Regions from separate parts of the Mus musculus genome. Here region 1 is linked to region 2. The links are chromatin contacts, called in public Hi-C maps. All regions are on one chromosome and are shown on one strand. Each heading gives the region's core, a stretch centred on a gene start, on an enhancer-like site or on the middle of the called end of the contact. The rest is flanking DNA. Distances are from core to core; before and after follow the strand shown. Region 1 holds the start of Dscam (DS cell adhesion molecule). Region 2 overlaps Dscam (DS cell adhesion molecule).

Region 1 (3,117 bases), core at 472-2,971, 71 kb after region 2:
AAACCTGGGAAATATCATGTCCTTCCTTTGGCTGTGGGTTAGCTGTTCTCTAAGTCTGCAAAGAAAATACAGCCAGTGCTTACAGCTTCCCTGGGTATCTTCCAGAAAAATCTTAACAGCCTCCCCTTGGCTTCTCCCTCTCCTGTTTTCTTGTAAAGACCAGATATATTCATTCTTTCATATTCACATTCTCTCATGTTCACATTCTCTCTCGCTCACTTGCGTGCTCTCTCTCTCTCTCTCTCTCTCTCTCTCTCTCAATGGTTTAATTTTAACTGTCAGCAGGTTATACGTTTTATGCAGATGTTCCACATTTAAGATGGGTATTGAAGCCCTGGATGCTTCCAAGCGGTACCAAATGATAACAGTTCCCTCTCTTTGCCACAGGAGAGAAAGCCATTCATACATGTAAGTTCATATTTACACTGTGACAGGCAGCCTAAGGTGCAGACACACTTACTAATTGGGTCTGACTCCATCAAAAGCCATAGATTCTAAATATCAGGAAGAAAGCATCTCAAAAGGCTATACTGAGCTGCGCATGAGGGGGAAACACCATGTACAACATTCACCAATTTCACTTTTATAAGTATACAGGTGATTTTTAAAAAATTTGTCAACATTACAGATGATGTAATGCCTAGCAGTGCATATTTTTACATACACTACTGCGAGGAACATGTAGTGTCCAGGGGACGAGGGGGATGCAGACAGACGCATCTTTCCCACAGCCTTCAAGGATAAACTGTAGCAGAATTAAAGCGGAGGCTTTAAGGCTCAAGAGTGCAGAACCTGAGGGCTACTGTCTTAATTGACCCCTGCACCTGCCTACGCTCCTAACGCCATGTCCTTTTCTGGTTATGATATTCAAAGTGGCAATGATCATCTCCCTTCTCTTCTTCCCAAACCTGCCTGGCTCTGATGAGGTAGCTGTCTAGCTCTGGAGTTAGGCTTTGAGCTGGCACTTGGCTAGCTAGCTAGGTAGGCTGCTTCCAACGATTGCAGAGCGATGCCTCCCCGGCCTCCTATCAGTATCGCCTAACCTCTCCAAAGCAATGCAAATATATTTTTTAAATAAATAAATAAACGCATGCACGAACATTCCAACCCGGATAGGAAAGGAAAGGGAAAAGACTTCACCCATGCATTCAACCCCCTACACCGCACCCATCCCCCGGGCCCCTTCCCAGACAGGAATCAGCACAGACCGCAAGGCTCACCATTCGCGAAGCTCTGGAACAAGGAGAGAGCCAGTATCCACATGCCCCTGCTGCTGCCCGGCCTCCCGCGAGCCAGCGAGCCAGCGAGCGAGCCACGCGCCGGCCTCGCCCCCCGCGCTGCGCTGCGCTCCGCCGCGCCCGGCCCGGCTCCGCTTGCTGCCCGCCACCTGCCCGGGGGCCGCCCAGCCGCCCAGCCGCGCTCCCCGCTTGCTGCGCCCCCGCACACCTGCTCCCGGGCGCCGCGCCCCGCGCCGCGGACACAGCCCAGGTGCGCCGTGCGCTCGGCTCGGCTCAGCGGGCCGCGGGCAGCCAGGCGCGGGCGCACAGCCGCAGCCGCGGGCGCGAGCTCATGCCGGGCGCCCCCCGATGCGCAGCGCGGCCAGGCGGCGGCCTCCCGGGCGCCGGCCTCACCCTCCGCAGCCAGGCAGCAGGCGCGCGGCCAGGCTCATCCTGCTGCGGCGGCCTCGGGCGCCGGGTCCCCTGTGCTGCCCTTCCCTGCCTGAGCCCGGCGGGCCGCGCGCGGAGGCGAGCGGGGACCCCTCCCCTGCTCTGGCCGCTGGGGCGCTCTGCAGTCTTAAAGCAGCAGCAGAGGAGTGCGGCGGATCACGCAGTCGGCGGGACCCAGGGCTCAGAGGCTCAGAGGCTCAGAGACGCGTCCCCACACAGCCCATCGTGTGTAGCTCTGTTCTTGCAGGTTGTTAATGAGATGCGGCCGGGGGCTGACCACTCCGGAAGGGTGCCAGCTAGGCAGAGGTGACCGCGAGGCGTTAGCAGTTTTGATGCGATGTGCAGCAGGATTCGGAGTCCGTATTGACTCCCTGAAAAGTCTAGTCCATCTGCCTAGAGGGAAATGCTGCCTTGGAGTCCTCGCGGCTCCTGGGAAGAGCTCTCTGACTTCACTGGCTGATTTTTAATTATCTTTAATACATACTAGGGTGCAAACATGAGCGATTCTAATTTTGGTCTCTGAGTGGTGTATAAAAACTGATTAAAATAGCTGATAGTGCGTATTGAGTCCCAACATGCAACCCCTTTCTTGGCACAGCAGACCATGGCCTAAATGGGTCTCCAGAAAGATCTTGAAGTAATGATACTATTTCAACAAAGGCCCTTCAAAAAGCACATATCCGTATCTGGCACTTTACAAAATAATGACCCACAGAGTCAGAATGTGCCCTGATTTAAAGTCTAACATTGAATGCACACGGCCAGGACTATGGACTGGGAAAGCTTTGAGGGAAGGCAAGAGAGGACCATTTCATGGGAAATGGAGATAGTTTCGCAGACTATCAGGCATCTTCTGCCTGAACTACATGTGCACTTACAGATTAGGCACCCCTAAAACGGCTCACAGAATAGCCCAGAAAAGCAAATGTTGAGGCAGAAATAAAATGGTGCTTTACCAGGGCTGGGCACAAGATGGCCAGGCCCTGTGTTAGGAAGGGTCAGCTGAGCCCTGACGCCGCACTGGCTGCCATTGCTCTGCAGCTGTAGGTGGTCACGTGCTGCCGCCCACTCAGGCTGCGCCTCCAGCTCTGCCAGCTACACACGAACCCCAGTGTCCTCTGCCTTTGCATGCAAAGGGTGTTTCTTCACTCCCTGTTCCTCAAAGCTGTGCTCCCTGGCAGGCAGTGGGCCTGATTTCCCTCCCTGCATTCCTGTTCTTTTAGGGCACAATTCTTCAGGTACTCCAACCATCTTAAGGCTCAGCTGGGGCTTGGTAGCCAAGCACTCAAGACAAAGCTGAGGCAGACAGCTTGGAGTCAAACCACTACCTCCACTTACCAGTTCTAAGCATACGTGTGCGTCTCATGAGTGTTCCTGCCCTGGCATACAGAATGAAATCATCAGCACTTCTAACTATAATGGTTGCGGTGTTCTGCAGCCTAGGCCTAGT
Region 2 (3,256 bases), core at 242-2,741:
GCACTTCATAAATTTCTAACAAGGTTTCAAATTGCCGCCATTTCCCTTCTCCCAGCTCCATCAACTAGCAAAGGGGTGGGGATAGAGACTAATTAAATCTACAGGGGGAACGTTCAACCAGTAGCATGGCTACTTATTAAAAATAATGAACTGTTAGGACCAACCTGCAAAGTGAGTTGAAATTCTCCCTGTGGCCCCTACATATAGAAATACAAAACACGGCCTCTGACCGTGTGCTTTTGACATGAAGCTTAGAGATGCCAGAGAACACAATGCTGACAGAGTCGTTGAGGGATGGCCTTCGCAAACCTAACAGAAGGTGACATGAAACTAGAATGCTGGGAGCAGCTAGGATGCTGAATAAAAACACAAGGTTGGCTCGTGATAAAATAGGTCATTTCAAATTCATTTCCTCCTATGATATTTTTACTGCAAACAATTGATTGTTTGTGGGTAGGCACCAAGCCAGAACAGCACAGTCCTCTAATTCCCAGGCAGAGAAATTTTCCAAGGTCTTTTTATGATTTTTATTTTATTTTATTTTTTGAGAATTTCATACATGAGTGCTGTATTCACATCATTTCTATCCCACAATCTCCCCCTCAAGTTCCCACTATGTCTCTACCACCTCCTTTTTTACTTCCTGACCAGTTCAGTTATACACACACATAACATATATACAAAACATATGCATATAAAACACATATATGTATATGTAATATGATCACTATCTATTACTTTGTAAAATTACCAGGCAGCAACAGCAGATAGCCCTGACCACTCCATGCTGTAATAGGAAGGCTGTTTGTTAGCAATAGAAAAGTGTGCCTGTAGCTGAAAGGGATTGCAACCCCATAGGAAGAACAACAATATCAACTAACTGGACCCCCCCAACCCCTGCCAGAGCTCCCAGAGACTAAATCACCAACCAAAGAATATACATGGAGGGACCCCATGGTTCCAGCCACAGATGTAGCAGAGGATTGCCTTATCTGGCATCAATGGGAGGGGAGGTCTTTGATTCTGTGGAGGCTTGTTGCCCCAGTGTAGGTGGATGCTAGGGTGGTGAGGTGAGAATTTGGGGGAGCACCCTCATAGAGGCAGTGGAAGAGGAAGGGAACAGGGAGCTTGCAGAGGAGAATCTGGAAAGGAGAACAACATTTGAAATGTTAACCAATAAAGAAGAAAGGAAGGGAGGAAGGAAGGAAGGAAGGAAGGAAGAGACATGAGCCCATGGACAGCACAGGTGAGCAGAGCACTGGATCACACAAAGACAACACACTAGAGGCATGGGGGAGGGGTGGCTGCAGACGATACAGAGATAAAAATCTTAATTTTCTACTGAGGAAGGCAGTATCCCTCTCTTTACTTATGTGTAGATAATCACAGACTGGGGTCTGAGTCTCACAAACTGAAGTCAAGGGCCCCAGGATGGGCTGGTCACATGAGCACATGAGCACTGAACCATGACACTGAGGACTCCCAGCTGTCATTCTGTTGCCAAATACTAAGCAGCCATGTCCTGCTCAGCTGCCACTGCTCTAAGGAAGATGCTCTGTGGCTCTGCACCTTTCTTTCTGGCTGTGCATGGCTGACCTCTGCAGTCCCAGATTCCTGTGAGGCCCTGCCCAGTGTGGCTAGGGATGAGGGTCAAGGTGCCAGATCTGCTCAATTAAACATTCCTTTAAATATCATCAGCATGACTGCCACTGAGAACAAAGTGTGCTAGAACGAGCATCTCGAAGCTGTTCCTGATTGAATGGCAGGTTGAAGTGATGTTCCCAATATTAATTGCAGCTTTGCTAATGTCTGGTTCTGGGCATCACAGCTAATTGACAATATGAATTGACGGCACTGCTCATGATGTCTTCTGTGACATTCAGGTCAGAACGCCAGTGATTTGCTAATTGGTACTTGGCTCATCTCGCCAGTGTGTATGTGTGTGTGTGTGTGTGTGTGTGTGTGTGTGTGTGTGTGTGTGTGTGTGTGTTTGTGTACACATGTCCATATGTGTGTGCCTATATATGTACATGTACCTGTGCGTACACATGCACCTGTGTATATATGTGTATATGTCTGCATGTGCACCTGTGTGTTCACTAAGGGATGAATTAAAGGGCCAAAAAAAAATCAAGCAGACTATTTTGATGAATTGGAAAACTATGTACTTATCAAACATTTTGAGGGCCTACAAAATGACTCAGCAAGCAAAGGTGCTTGCTGCTCCAGCCTGACATCCTGAGTCTGCCCCCTGAATCCACGTAAAGGTAGATGAAAAGAAACTATATGAAGTTGTTTTCTGATATCCATGCATGTGCCATGACTTGTGTATATTCACACTCATACACACATATTATATACCATAGTAAATAAACCACTTAGTTAGAAGAAAGAACATTGTGCTATTGAACATATTTTAGGAAAACATCTGAATTTATAACACAGCACAGGCCAGGGCATAACTAAAGGACATACAGTCATCTAACCTCACACCACATCACAGATTATTCCCTATCTCTAAGCCATGAGGCTGCAGTGTGATCAGTTTAAAAACAACACCGTGACACTCTTGCCTCACATTCTACAAACTCCCAAGGAGTCTTTTACACTCATCCCACACAATGCTTCCAATGGCTATTTCATCCCTTCTGCTAATGGCAACCCTTAGTCTTGCTTCCAGTGAGCCCTGCAGGGCATACCTGATGAGGTCAAGAGTGGTCCTGGCTGGTGTCTGAGTGTAACAAATAATCTTGCCTGAGCTTATTCTCAATAAGACACCAAGCCTATCCTGATGTTCCTGAGAGTGAGTGACTATCTGAAGGTTTCCCTAATATCCTTGGGGCCCCATCTACAGGAACTCTGTGTACTGGGTCACCCAGGGTAGAGTGGTTTCTAGACCAGAGCAGCTGCCAGGGAGCATGTCAACTGGAATCAGCAAGTTTGAACCAAAAGCAATTAGTTATTGGGAACTCAAGCTAAACCCTAGACTGTGGAGAGCCTTAGACAAAAGAGCCTGGGAATGAAGAAAGGAATGCCACCTTACTCTGGAAAGGAAGGCAAATGGAAGGATAGGAGCCTGCAGTTCACTCAACAGGGAAGTGCATCAAGTGTCCCAGACTGTAGTGTTAATGAGCAGTTAAAGACCTCTTTTGATGTCCGAATGAGTTTGTTTGGAGACCAAAAATTTAGAGCCTCCTATAATGGGTGCTGGGAATCTGTTCAAATTAGCACATATAAGCCTTGACCTTGGAGGCTT

Evidence for each region. A called contact is a pair of places that touch in the nucleus more often than the background predicts.
Region 1: a contact with region 2 is called in a Hi-C map of the N1E-115 cell line, with 5 times the contacts expected there. The contact joins the promoter of Dscam here to the enhancer-like site in region 2. A contact is called at or near these places in 2 of 39 promoter capture datasets (the 3T3-L1 cell line and hippocampal neurons), 4 of 484 Hi-C or Micro-C datasets (the N1E-115 cell line, bone marrow-derived macrophages, cerebral cortex and 1 more) and 2 of 9 other capture datasets (adipose tissue and liver).

What each region holds. Positions count from the first base shown.
Region 1 is chr16:97,169,014-97,172,130 of GRCm38.p6, forward strand. It overlaps Dscam (DS cell adhesion molecule), which reads right to left and starts at 1,722. Exons shown (of 33, transcript NM_031174.4): 1 at 1,221-1,722. The coding sequence starts at 1,263.
Region 2 is chr16:97,098,715-97,101,970 of GRCm38.p6, forward strand. The region is part of intron 1 of Dscam (DS cell adhesion molecule); the gene reads right to left. Among named protein-coding and RNA genes, the nearest start is that of Dscam, 70 kb to the right of the region's middle. Within about 2 kb of position 1,492, at least 11 of the 459 cell types and tissues checked have an H3K27ac peak or open chromatin away from gene starts, as enhancers often do. A contact at or near this core is called in the N1E-115 cell line, where this site is marked.